2 separate regions of the Astyanax mexicanus genome follow, and region 1 is linked to region 2. A link is a contact called in public Hi-C data. All regions are on one chromosome and are shown on one strand. The core of a region is the stretch at or near the end of the contact, and the rest is flanking DNA. Distances in the headings are between cores, read along the strand shown. Region 1 has its middle 4.0 kb from the start of bcl9. Region 2 overlaps bcl9 (BCL9 transcription coactivator).

Evidence for each region. A called contact is a pair of places that touch in the nucleus more often than the background predicts.
Region 1: a Hi-C map of muscle shows a contact between it and region 2, with 20 times the contacts expected there. The contact joins two enhancer-like sites. A contact is called at or near these places in 2 of 3 Hi-C or Micro-C datasets (both in muscle).

What each region holds. Positions count from the first base shown.
Region 1 is chr21:25,696,966-25,704,176 of AstMex3_surface, forward strand. No RefSeq gene overlaps it. Among protein-coding and RNA genes, the nearest start is that of bcl9, 4.0 kb to the left of the region's middle. Within about 2 kb of position 3,381, the one cell type or tissue checked has an H3K27ac peak away from gene starts, as active enhancers do.
Region 2 is chr21:25,542,128-25,548,820 of AstMex3_surface, forward strand. bcl9 (BCL9 transcription coactivator) reads right to left here. Exons shown (of 12, transcript XM_049470168.1): 6 at 4,830-5,161. Among protein-coding and RNA genes, the nearest start is that of gja5b, 30 kb to the left of the region's middle. Within about 2 kb of position 2,869, the one cell type or tissue checked has an H3K27ac peak away from gene starts, as active enhancers do.

The sequences.
Region 1 (7,211 bases), core at 2,131-4,630, 160 kb after region 2:
GTGTGTAAGACTGGTGAAGGAGAACATGCATGGAAACAGTTATAACCAGGGTTATTCCACTATATGAATATGAACTTGTTTTCTTTGCATTATTTGATTTCTTAAAGCTCTGCATCTTTTTTTGTTATTTCAGCCATTTCTCATTTATATATATAATATATAAAAATTCGGTTGATTTGAAGTGTGTTCTTGTATAGCTTTGATATCTTCAATTTTATATTTACAATATAAAATTTTATTTAAAAAAAGGTAAAACTTTTAACTGGTACTGTAGAATATCATTGAAAAATTACTTTATTTCAGTAATTCAGTTGAAAATGTGAAACTCATATATGTGTATTACACAGAGTGATCTATGTTAAGAGTTTATTCCTTTTATTGTTGAAAATTATAACTTACAGCCAATGAAAACCCAAAAATCACTGTCTCAGAAAATTTTAATATTATATAAGACCAATTGATACTTTTGGCAGTGTGGGCAGTGTGCCAAGACCTGCTGGAAAATGAAATCCGCATCTCCATAACAGTTGACAGCAGAGAGAAGCATGAAGTGCTTTCAGATTTTCTAGGAAAACACTGACATGACTTTGGACTTGATATAATCGAGTAAAACACCAGCAGATGACATGTCTCTTTCAAACCATCACTGACCATCAGGACATTTTATTTGGAAATCAAGGGAGCAGAGTCTGGAGGAAGAGTGGAGAGACACTCAGTCCAAACTGCTTGAGGTCTAGTGTGAAGTTTCTACAATCAGTGATGGTTTGGAGGCCAACACTCATCTGTTATTATATAAGTATTTTTTATCCCTTGTTCCTTCCACCCAGATGTACACTTTAAAGTTTTTGAGCTATTCTATTATAAAGAGCATAGAATATCTACTTTCTGAAGGAAATTATTTTATTTTAATTTCTGCCTGTTTTAATAGTAACAGAGTTAGCTGATTAGTCAAATTCTTCAATACTTGAAATGTACACTAGAATACTAGAATTGGGCGTATAAACACACACACACTCCTCACTGGGCTTCCAGCCCTCATTTGCCACCCGCTCTCTCGCTCTCTCGACCCTTCCAGCACCATTCATGCTCCCCCCTCTCTCTTTGGCCCCTCTTTCTATGAGCTCCTTGAGGTCCGATGTGTTAACACACACACATATACACACATACACACACATCCACTGAGGCTCGAGGGTCACCACTGCTTTCTCTTTCTCCCTGCTCTTCCCACAGCTCTCTTGGAGAATGAACTAAGAAAGTGAGAGAGAGAGAGAGAGAGAGAGAGAGAGAGAGAGAGAGAGAGAGAGAGACAGGGAAAAAGGGGAAAGTGAGGAGAAAGGGGTTGGGGGTTTAGGGGTTTGGGGGTTGGGAGAGACGGTGGTGTTGGTATCCGTCCCCTCATCTGGGTCCTGCAGCTAAGGCCTGGAGAGGCCAGGAGAAAAAGAAAGAAAGAGGGAGAACAGAGGGGGTGGGTAGGAGGCCGCAAAAGGAGAGAAAGAAACAGAGGGAGAGAGACAGAGAAACAGAAAGAGAGAGAGAGTGAAAAGGGGGAGGTGTGGGTTTAGGAACAATAGAGCACAGACCCCAATCTGGGAGATGAAAGTGGACCGTCTGGCCTTAACTTTTCAAGTTCTGACCCATTTCAAAGCCCGTCTGGCTGCGAAGTGTGTTTTTCACCAACACACAGGCTTGGGGAGGTTTATCCAAGATAAACCATGTTTCTTATCTTTGGATGTCCGGAGCATCTGATGAAGTTGGGGCAGTCACAAAAAAGTAAAGAAGGGAAAATGATAGATAAAAGATAAAAGAAGATGTACAAGGGATGACAGCTGGGAGTTAGACAGATAGACATATGATAGCTGAATTGATAAACCAGCAGAAAAGGAGGGTTCTGGCTTGGGTTCCTGTTGTATAAAGAAATAAAACAGACAATTCACCATAAGAAGGCTAATGTAGTTATCAAGTAACGGATACTAATATACTAAAAACTGTTTTGTGCAAACCACACAAAGGTGTTGAAGCACCAATATGTCAGATTTGGTATTTCTTGCCTCTGGGCTCCCCCTTCAGTCAGAGTGGGTAATCTGCACCTTGCAGACATTCTTTTCACATGCATTTCTGGACAAGCTGAGAGATACAGAGACACTGTCAGTAAAACTAAAAGATACAGAGGTCGGTTCTGAAACGCTACATAAATTAACACCAAGCACATTTTTAAAAAGTGCATTAAATATATGGAAACCAAATATATTTAAAAATGCTTTTATTTTTAAAACATTAAAAATGTTTTAATGCATTATTAAATTAAAGTACATTTAGAACCACTTAACCAGTAACCAAAAAAGCTACATTTATTTTTGAAAAAGTTACACTTATTTTAAAGATGCTTTATTAACTGGAACTAAAACATTTGTTGCATAAACATAAATGAAATACATTAAATACACAATGTTTTGTGGTTATTTGTGTATACTCAACCTTTTTGAGTTGACTGTTATCTATACTACATAGTATAGTTAGTATTAGTGCTAGTGATGGCATAGTTACTTTGAAAAGTAATCTGATTACTGATTACCCTTTTAAAAAGTAACTCAAGAGAGCATAGGGTCTGTGTGTGTGTGTGGTGGAGAGAGAGGGGGGCTCTCTGTGTGAGTGTATGAGCAGCACTCAATATCTTTTTACTAGGGAAAATTACAAAAACATAATGCACAGTGTTTTGAATAAATAACTTTAATCTGATTGCTAAGTAATGTGTTACTGACATCGCTGGTAAGTGATTTGGGACACTGGTAGTAGATAGTTATGGTAGTAGGCTAGCTGTAATAACTGGTTGAGCAGCACCGGAATTTCCGCAGATTTCTTAAAGATTTAGTTTAGCTTTGGTAACTGAATTAATTTAAGTTTAGCTGAGGAATTGAGTGGAGAATACTACAACACACAGCATGACAACAAATAGCTTTACAAGCTAATCTGAGCCTGTAATGCTTCTTTAAAATGTGGTACGGTCCACTTCCCTGCTAGTATTTAGCTGCTGAATAGAGAGGGAATGTCCTGACAGGAAAGAGTTAACATCTGTGCAGGGATAGAGGAGGGCGGGGGCGGAGAAAACACACACACACTGAGAATTGAGAATTGGTGGCAGTGCGAGGCCTGAGATTGAGCTAAACTACTGGGGCTGTGTGTGTGTGTTTAAGTGGTCTGAGTAGAAAATGTGTGTGTGTGTGATTCGCAGTTTCACACTGGCCCCAGCGTCCAGAATAAACTCACCCGGTGTTTAGAGGCATTTTCTGGTGGTGTGAGGGAGTGTGTGTGTGTGTGTGTGTTGAGGTGGTTAAGGAGAACGTGCTGAGGTCATTATTAGCCGGTTGTATTTTACATTGCTGGTGCTGTGGACGCCGGCGGGGTGATGAATTGGTGAGGGCGGGGCCAGTAGTGAACTGGCGCACTGGCTGGGGCGGGGCACGCTGGGAGAGGGGAGGAGTCTAGTGAATCTAGTACGGTGATGAATTATCAGGGGCGGGGCGTGCAGGGCGAGGGGAGGGGTCTGGTGATTCCGGTGATGGCAATCATAAAAAGGCCATGCTCGATCTGACATGCCTGCAGTCCAGCCGTCTGAGCAGGTAGCAATCAATATGAAAAGGTGAATATTACACACAGAGTGATCTATTTTAAGCGTTTATTTGTTTTACTGTTGATAATTATGGCTTTCAGCCAATGAAACCCCAAAAATCAGTATCTCAGAAAATTAGAATATTATATAAGACCAATTGGTACTTTTGGGAGTGTGCCAAGTCCTGCTGGAAAATGAAATCCGCAACAGAGGGAAGCATAAAGTGCTGTAAGATTTCACGGGAAAACACTGTAGTAACTGTCTCTATTGTGCAGATATTGACCGTTTAGGTATACAGCGTGCTCTGTGTTTTCTGCGATAAATAACGCTGATACTTTAATTTAGTTCGTTAAGTTATCAAGAAGAGTTAGACTTAGTCATATCGCCTAGTTCTGAGCTAATGAGTCTTTTTTCCATGCATCAAATATAATGTTTTTTCAGATTTTATTAGTATAACTGTTGAATATCATGACCATGACGTTTTTCAGTCTGCTCCACCAAGGTTACAGCTCGGTTGCCTCTTTGCGACTTCTAAGAAATCTGTAACTGTAAATTCTTCTAGGAAAAATATCTCACTACTGTGCTTTGATTTAATGTGTGCAGACACCGCCATCTCCACAGGAGGTTCAGACGCACGTTCAGGCACTGTGAGTAAGTGTGAGTCCTGATCGCCACCATGTGGCCACTTTTTATTTTACAGTTCTTTTTTTGTTGCTTTCTCTGCTAGGTTCCATTTTAATCACAATAATGACCTAAATAATAAAGCTGGACTACACATAATAGGAAGTGGATGGGAATTTGACGTTTTACCCAGAAAAGGCTAAAAGATTGACTCTACACTCAGAGGTACGATATGAGTACTCAAAGGTACACTCTTCATAATTGTACCCTCAAAGGTACAATACTGGTCTTTACAGGAACAAATGTGTTCCCTCTGAAGTACAAAGTAGTTTCTAACAGCAATAAGTACAAATTTGTACCATTTAACCAGCCAAAAGGTATATTCAGTATTCTGTATCACTGTACTAATAAACAATATATATTTTAATTGCACATTTTTATTTGAAAGCCAGACAATTTTGTATCATCAAGTTTTTGAGCCATATTTAGTTGATGATAATGTTTTTAATCTTTATAATCTTTACTGGCACAAACACCATGGGTACAAAAAAGGACTTTCTCTGAAAGGTACTTTTTGGTACCTCAATATAAGATACAGCCCCAGCGACAAGCTTTGTACTCTTTTAAGTACAAATCTGTACTTACTTTTCTTAGTGTGTATGCTAGAGTATTGTTTCTTTCAAGTCAAAGTATAATATATAAAAAAAGTTTTCAACATTGTTAAGCCAAGCTTAAGTCATATTTAGCATAATTTATCATGTTCCTTAATCTTCTGTCTCTCATTAAAATCGGGAGACTAAATGGTGTGAGTTTATGCTATTTTGGACTCCCCACAATGTATGGGCTGTATGGGGAATTGGGGATTCAATTTCTAATCTATCAATAAAGACAGGTTCTCCACCTGTAGTAATAAACAAAATTGTTTTATTGTACACTCGCATTGTAAATGAAGTGCTGATGTTACAGTTGAGACCGAATGGAAAATGATGAAAACAGTATTTCAGTAATTCAGTTCAAAACGTGAAACTTGTATAGATGTATGTATGTATTACACACAGAGTGATCTTTTTTAATTGTTTATTTATTTTATTGTTGATGATTATTGCTTACAGCCAATGAAAACGCAAAAATCAGTGTCCTAGGAAATTTTAATATTATATAAGACCAATTGTTACTTATGGCAGGGTGGGCAATGTGCCAAGTCCTGCTGGAAAATGAAATCTGCATCTTTATAAAAGTCAGCAGAGGGAAGCATGAAGTGCTGTAAGATTCTCCAGGAAAACTCTGCACTGACTTTATACTTGATAATAAAACACAGTGGATCAACACCAGCAGATGACATGTCTCTCCAAACCATCAGGAAAATTTTGCATTTCATTTGGAAATCAAGGAACCAGAGTCTGGAGGAAGAGTGGAGAGACACACAGACCAAACTGCTTGATGTCTAGTGTGAAGTTTCTACAATCAGTGATGGTTTGGAGAGACATGTCATCTGCTGGTGTTTTGCAGGCCTGAGATGCAATAAGAATATTGTGGTGGAAATACCTGTGACAATTAATAAAACAAATATTAAGTTCTGAGTGGTGTCAAATGAGTAACAAGTTTTTGTTGAAGAAAGTAGTGAGAGCACAATCAGTTCATGAAGTCATCACGCTCTGAAGGTGCTCTGGGACTCTAACAGCTTCCCAGAGAGTTATTTATCCTTCACTCAGTCTTAATCAAAAAACATTGACCACACATGGACATAGGACTCCCTCATACAACTGCGTCCTTCTGAAACTCCCTTCTACTCCCAGACAGAGTTGCTTTCTAGTCCAAATGTCAGAATAACCTCTTTCCCTTCACATCTATGTCCTGTTGTTTACACAAAAGTGTTATCAGAAAAAAAACATTTCCCTGCTAGTCAGCATGTACACACTGTTGATGATTATAATGGTGATAGGTGAATTGGTTACATTTCCTATATCACTATATATCACCAAGTACATATAAGAAACATTTTTATATTGTATAAAAAAGGGGTTGTTAAAAAATCAGTTGTTTCTTTGAATATTGTAATTTTGAATATTAGTACAAAAGTCCAATGACAAGACAGCAATACAAACTTTTACATAAAAACTAAAATATTTCATGCCAATTTAAAACAAGTCAGTCATAATAAAAAACGTGTTTGGAGTTACATTTTTCAAAAGCTAGATGTCCCCAAATCCATACAGGCAATCACTTTTCTACCAAACCTGCAAGACACAGTCAGGTCGACCTAAACAACCGACATCCCTGCAGTTATCCAAGAACTTACGTTGGACCTTTGTAATGTACTGGCCCTGCCAATCATCCTTCACTGCTATAGGGAGGGTCAGCGGGGTGTCACGTACACCACCACAGTCTCCTCATTGCCACCTATTAATATCTCTGTTAGAGTTTCACCAAGGTCAGTTGAGAAAGGCTGGTTGTTGTGGCCTATGAGTCATCCTTAACTGAAATGGCATATTTACAGAATTGGAAACAGATATTAAGGTCATAGGTTTAATTAGCGGGTTGTAAACCTAGATGAGGGGGGTTGTTTTGGTTGTTTTATTGGCAAGCGAAATAGATGTAGTGGCGTGCGCAGCACAAACAGATCCATGTGTGAAGGCGTTTTCACTTTGACCGCGGCTGCCGCCATGCTTTCTGCTCTGCTGGGCCACAATTTGTCCTGTTTCGGTAACACTTGTCTCGAGGTGAACTGTTGAACTTTGACAGCGGTAAGCATTTGCCCACAAATGTTGCAGAACACTCATAGGTTGCCAAAGCTGGTGTCCTAGATGATCCTATAAATGCTCAGCTGGTGATAAATCTGGCAGCCAGGCAGAACAAGACAGTGTGTGTGGGCAAGAATTATCCTGCTAAAAATGCCAATTGGACGTCTTGCCAGGAGAGGCAACATGTATATTACTGAGGTGTCAGGGTCCCTTGTATTACTACTAGGGGTGACAAACTGTAA
Region 2 (6,693 bases), core at 1,619-4,118:
TGTGGTCATGGAAAGGTCATAAACAACCCCTGGTCAAGGGTTCAGTCGTTCAGTTTTTCAGACAGCTATCTGAAATGATGTACTTGCATACTCAAACTATTTGTATTTCCTAAGGGACCAATTAAACATTTGGCTAGACACTTCCCTAGACATGCATTAAGCCTAGTCCTGGGCTGAACTTGGAACTGAAACAATGGTGAGACACCTATGAAAAGGTTTAAGCTTAGGCCTGTTATTAATTTGGGTCAAGCAAACTAAGTTAAAAGGTTTATAAACTTATAAACTTTAGTGTTTATATATTGTACACTGCAGTAAAGCTTAAGTTAAAGTTCTACCCTGCTTAAATTCTCAACGTCAAGATCTGGTGCTAAGCTCACAATGCAGGAAAAGTGGCCCAAACATGCTATTTTCAAGACTCGACATTTGTCTTAAAAGTTTACAGTCTTTAACTGACATTCATGCAAAAGAGCAATCCTTAATATGAAGTTTTAGTTTCATTTTCGCTAATATAACACGGTCCATTTCCCTCAGCAAATGTCAAGGTAAACTTCACATGAATTCCAATCTGGTAGTAGCACATTGTAGACTGAGAGCAGTCCACCAACAGCCTCATGAAAAATGACAAGTCTTAAAATGCCAATAGTATTGTTAGTACTGTAACAGCCCTAGTTGAATATCAACACCACCTATGAAAGCACCCCAACCTGGAACAGCAAATGCTAACATATCTACGACCAAAAAATTGCACTTGTTTCCAGTAAACTGGACTTTTCCCTTCTGTGTGAATGCAGTCTTGATGTCTTTTACTGTGCAGCACAGTGAAGTGGCTCTTCTGAGCATTGTACCACCTCTAGGAAGTTTAACTCCTATTGTCTCTGCACGCGACCTTGCTCTTCTACTACCTCGCCAGTACCATCTGTCTAAAAACTGTGCACACACTGAGCTTCACTGTAACCTGGATACAGCAGACTATGATCATACAGGCTCTGATAATACAGATATCAAAGGAGGACATCCCAGGTACACCATGATCTCAAACACAAAAAGGCAAACTGGAAGTGGATGCCTACATTTGCTATATAATCAATAAATATACGTTCAAGCAAGACCTTCTATCATTTCATATAGGTTTTTGCTAGGCTGATTACATAAGCATTTTCAACAGAGCAATTTTAAAAAATATTTTGCTAATTTACTTATTTTTTCATCCACATGAATTGGCTGTGCCAACTTTTTTTGTGGTGCATCCACTATTTATTTTAATGTGATTTCTGTAAAATTGTCAGTTCTGTTTATATGTGTTTGTAAACAGGTTTAATAAATAATTTTGTAAGTGATCTATTCAGAAACTTTACAAAGTTTAAGCTCACTTAATCAGCAGTTAACATTTTACCCATCAAAAATGAATAAATGAAATATTTGCGTTATGGGTCACACCATCTGATATTTTGACACTACAGTTAATTGTCATTTTTCTGTTATTAAATGTTTAGTGAAATGTAACTGGGTACATACACAGCTCTGGAAAAAAAATAAGAGACCACATTACCAAATAAAATAAAAATCTTTACATTGACTTCCATTGAAAGTTTACAAGGTTTTTTCTCTCTCCTGCAAAGTTGCTGTTTTGGAGAGTGTTTTTCATTGGACAGCGATGATAAAGTTGTTTTCTTTGCATTATTTGAGGTCTGAAAGCTCTGCATCTTTGTTTGTTATTTGAGCCATTTCTCATTTTCTGCTAATTATATGCTCCAAATGACAATATTTTTATTTGGAATTTGGCAGAAATGTCTGTAATAAATAGAATAAAACAACAATGTTCATTTTACTCAAACATATACCTATAAATAGCAAAATCAGAGAAACTGATTCAGAAACTGAAGTGGTCTCGTATTTTTTTCTGGAGCTGTATATAGGAGAGGTATTACACACATACAGCACTCAAACATGGAATTATGACCACCTCTTTGTTTCAACACCCATTATTCAATTTATCATAATCTCCACTGAGAATATATTAGTACTTTTTAGGTTGTAGTAGCATTTTGTAGACTGAGAATAGTCCACTGACAGCAGCCTGTGGGCAGTGTTGTGACCAATGATGAAGAACTAGAGAATGACCAACACAAACTGTGCAGCAACAGATTCAGAAATTCTGCCTCTGACTTTACTTTATCTACAAGATGTTTAAAAACTTCAGCAGCACTGCTGTGTCTGATCCACTCATACCAGCACAACACACTCGACCACCATGTGGAGGATAGTAACAAAGATACAAAGTATTCAGAGATACAAGCGTCTATAATTAAATAACTACAAAGTCTCCTATATTCTCAGTAGAGCAGAAACAAGATCATAATGCTTTGCTTGATTGTGTATGTCATTTTTTTGCATTTAAACCTTTTTTAATCTAAATCTAACTGACCCTGTTGCCTTGTGTCTTGCTTCGCATGCCAAATCAGGACTCTCCATAATCCTAACTCTTCATATAAATCCATATAAATTCTAAACAGTCTGTATTTGTCTCCAGTCTTTAATACCTGAGCGATTTTGCTCAAAGACTTTCAACACATTCAATTAAAATGGCCACAGTCTCATGGCAAATAATCTCTATGCACAAGCATTACCCACCAGCAGGGGTCCTTCAGACGGCAAACACGAGACTGAGGGAAAAGAAAGAGGGGGGAAAAAAAAAGCTGACTCCCCCTCTCGCAGAAGGAGAGATGGTATATTCCTTGGCTCTTCCTACCCCCAAAACCTACACTGTGATGTTTCCACTAGGAGACATACGGGGGTGTGGATGTCTTTATGCAGCACTACAGCCCTGAGTGCAGCGCCTGAGGACAGGAGAGGCACATGTGCACGTACGAACGCTACAAAACCAGCTACGGTGAAAATGTGACTCCAATGACATTCCAGACATTTATGTTATGGGGGGCTTTAGAATGCCAGAACACACCTGTGGACACATCCTAAAATAAAAATGAGATAAAGGAGAAAACAGACTCTAGAAAAAATATATATATTTATGTCAGACAGAATGAACATTGTTTGTTTTGTTACACATATGAAGATATGCTCTAGGATTCTTGCATATATATGTTAAACAAAATGTTAACATATTATTTATTAATATTTACCCCATTTCCCCATTGTCAAATAACCCTATCCTGTTTATTAGAACTCCATCCATCACTAGCAATGCCCCCAAAGACCAAGACACGAAACTGCTTCTTTTTGAACTCTCACAGGAAAGCCAGCTCACTCAGAGGAAAGTGCAGCAACGCAGCTCTGATACATCAGCTAACAGATGCCTGTGCTCAGGGGAGCGAGAGCATCATATATCCAATCAATCATAGAGACAGCACAGCAAATTCTGCTCTTAGATTTCATACAGGATATGAATCAGCACCATAATCCTCAGCACCACTCAAAGCTAAGTTTTTCAGTCTGCTCAATAAAGTGCAGCATGTAACTAAAAATAAATTGGTCAAAACATAATACAAAAACAAAATACCAGTATAACAAACACATGAAACATCAGAAACAGCATAAACTACACTCTGGTAAAAAGTTTTTTTTTACTTCGTTATTTCTACTCAGTTATTTTTCGAACCAACAAGTTCAATCAATACTGGTGAAGGACCCATTTAATGCATATAAATGGCAGAAAAGTCTAAATCATAAAAGAAGCATCCACAAACATTTGGACATAGAGTCAGTTTCCTACACCCAAGAATTATAAAAAATATTTATTTTAATAGAAAATCTCCATTCAAATAGCTGTGTATTCCTCACTCAACATAAAAGGGAAAGCATGCAAGCTGACTTGTAAAGTTAAATTGAGACAAGCAATATACAAAACCCCTAAATCCTTTCCAACCGTTGAGAACATAATGCAAACATAAAGCAACATCTACAACATTTAACTAATTTAAGTTTTTATAGTTGGTGAAAGCTATGGAATAATTAACTCAAAAGTCTAACCAGCAGTTCTCTATAGGTGTCTTTCCACTAAAAGGTTCCCCAAACTGCTGAACTGTACTCAACTTCTGGTAAACTAGTACCTGGTTTACTTTTTCAAAATCACAGCTTTCTACAACTCTCAATTCTATCTGATTGATTCTCTCTAGCCAATCAGCAATCCGCAAGTTTTACAGGGCATGTTTCTGCCCCAAGTATCTTGTGACTCTCTATACTTCCCATTAATAGCAAGAATCGGTCTCCCAGTCTCAGGCACTCACAGCATACAGTACAATAAGCATAACTGATTCCCCTTGGATAATTTACAGCTACAGTAGATACAGCAATCACCAGTGAAAATGTTTGTATCTATACGGTTGTGTGACAAGCCTGCACACCAAGAAGAGTCTGATTTTAGCACAACATTTTAGCCTCAACTTTCTGTAATCTGTCTAAAAGTTTGATCCATATAGAAAAGTGAAAACAAATTTAGTAGATCCTTTGGTACCAGAGAAACAAAGCAAACAAGGCTAAAAAGTATCCCAAAAATACACTGTTTCAGGTACACATTGCTTGAAACAGGGTTGGACAACTCTTGTTGAGAAAGTACTCTCAGAAAGCAAACTACTTAACAAGGTAACAAGATGGACAAGTCAATGTTCTATTGGATTCTAAGTCACAAATTCAACAAAGCAAAATTTAACAAGTCTAACAACCTTCTTAGTTAATCTGCTCAAAGGCCTTTTCAACAACGAGACAATGTGCCCCAAAGTACAGTGTGATATTTAAAGCAGAACAGTCAAATCTATTAGATCATTTGACAAAATTGACAGTTCAACAGCTAAACAACTAAAAACCTTTCATACCTTTCTGGTCCCCGTCGTTATTGGGCGTCCCTGTATCCCTCTGTTCGAAGGACTCGACTGAAGTGCTTCTCTCTCTTTTAATCTTGCTTTTTGCCCCATTGCCAGAGTTCAAGCCCTGTCCATTTTTGAGTCCCATGCCCCCCACAGAGCCCTGAGGGCCTTTGGGCGTGTGGCTTCCACTCAGTGCCTTGGGATCGCATGGAGATGGCTGCGATTGGCTGCCAGCACCTCCTTGTTTTCCCTGATTGGGCAGTTTGGAGTCCATCTGGGCAGCGCTGGAGGGAGACATCACGGGTGGTGAACGCACCATGGCCTCCTGCTTGGATTTTGGACTGCTGGAAGAGAGGAGAGGAAAACAGTGAGAGAGAGATACTAATACAATACAATAAAATATACGATAACACACACCGCAATTGAATAGCCTTAAGCACACATTTAAGCCAGGACTAAAGCCAGGACACACACTAGACGCGATTATTACATTACTTTCTATTGATAAACTAACACTTACAGTAAGTCTACTGTGCTACTGTCTCTTGTTACCAAAGCTGGACCAGACAGCGTCACAGAGTAATACTATAAAAGTGTCAGAAGATATGCTACAACAGACAAGGAAGCGAAAATCAGAGATCAAATTTCAAGAGAAATGATTTTTATTATTCGAAGGAATTCCACAGCTTCCTCTCCGAGTACTATTTTAAAGACGGAATGAGGAATATTCATACCAGCTCAGCATTCCATCTCCACCTGAACTGCGGCTTATCATCGCCTGCACATGACTGGCATTCTCCCCCACCCCGCAGAAATATCTCAGGGAAACCCTGACGCATTCAGGTGACGCACCAGCTCACCTACTCTCTCACACTCTCATTCTCTGTTGACAGAGCGCCAAGTTAATATTCAACTGAATATCCTATACTACTGCCTAGCCTGGAGACTAGGCCCTGAATCACCACAGTCAAAAGGCGTATGTAACTGTGGAAAGGGACTTAATCTAACAAAGCTGTGCATGAGCTTTCAGAGATACTTATATCTCACATACAAATATATAAATAATATTTTGGGTCAGAGCATTGGTCTCCTCATAGGAAGATCATTTGATTGATCCCTGGTCATACCACAGCCATCAGTAACTGGGGTAAGATTTAGAGTAGCAAAATTGTATCCAAATTGATTATTCATAGTATAAACAGCTTAAAACCACATGAATCTTACTTTGGATTTCAACATATCACTCAAAACTCAAACCAAACAAGAAGAGCAACAATTCCGATCTGTTCACTCGCAAAAATAAAAGTGCGGACAGTCACCTCAACGTATCTAATTTGGAAAACAAATTCACCTTGCCTACAGTCTGAACATAGTTTGAAAATATGCAGTTGGCTCGCTTCAAGGGACCAAACCAACCAAACCCACCAACCAACATCTCCCACTAAATCGGAATTGCCCTCCATGTCCTAAAAACATTGAGACTTGGACGGACAAGAACTGTTCAGCCCAAATGTAGTTGATGGTGATTGTGATGAAGTAAAGAATAAAAATGCTATAAGCTAACATACGTTTCTGCAGCTCATTCTGCAAAACTAGGTTCTAAATGTTACTGGGGAGACTGAAATGCAATTTTTAACCACTAAGCTGGCTTCACCCTTCAGTCAGTTATGTAGGGCATATCAAAATTTACATTTTGTCTGTTTTGGTACAAATAATCTAACAGGTTTCAAAAGTTGGTTATAGACTTAGTTGTAGCCGTTCAAACCAGTGGAGTTCACCTGAAAGTTGGGTCAGACCAAGTTCAAAAGCTCCAAAGTTCAGTTTTTTTTTCTTGGTGTGGATGTCTTTCTTTTATCTGAGCACAACAATCTAA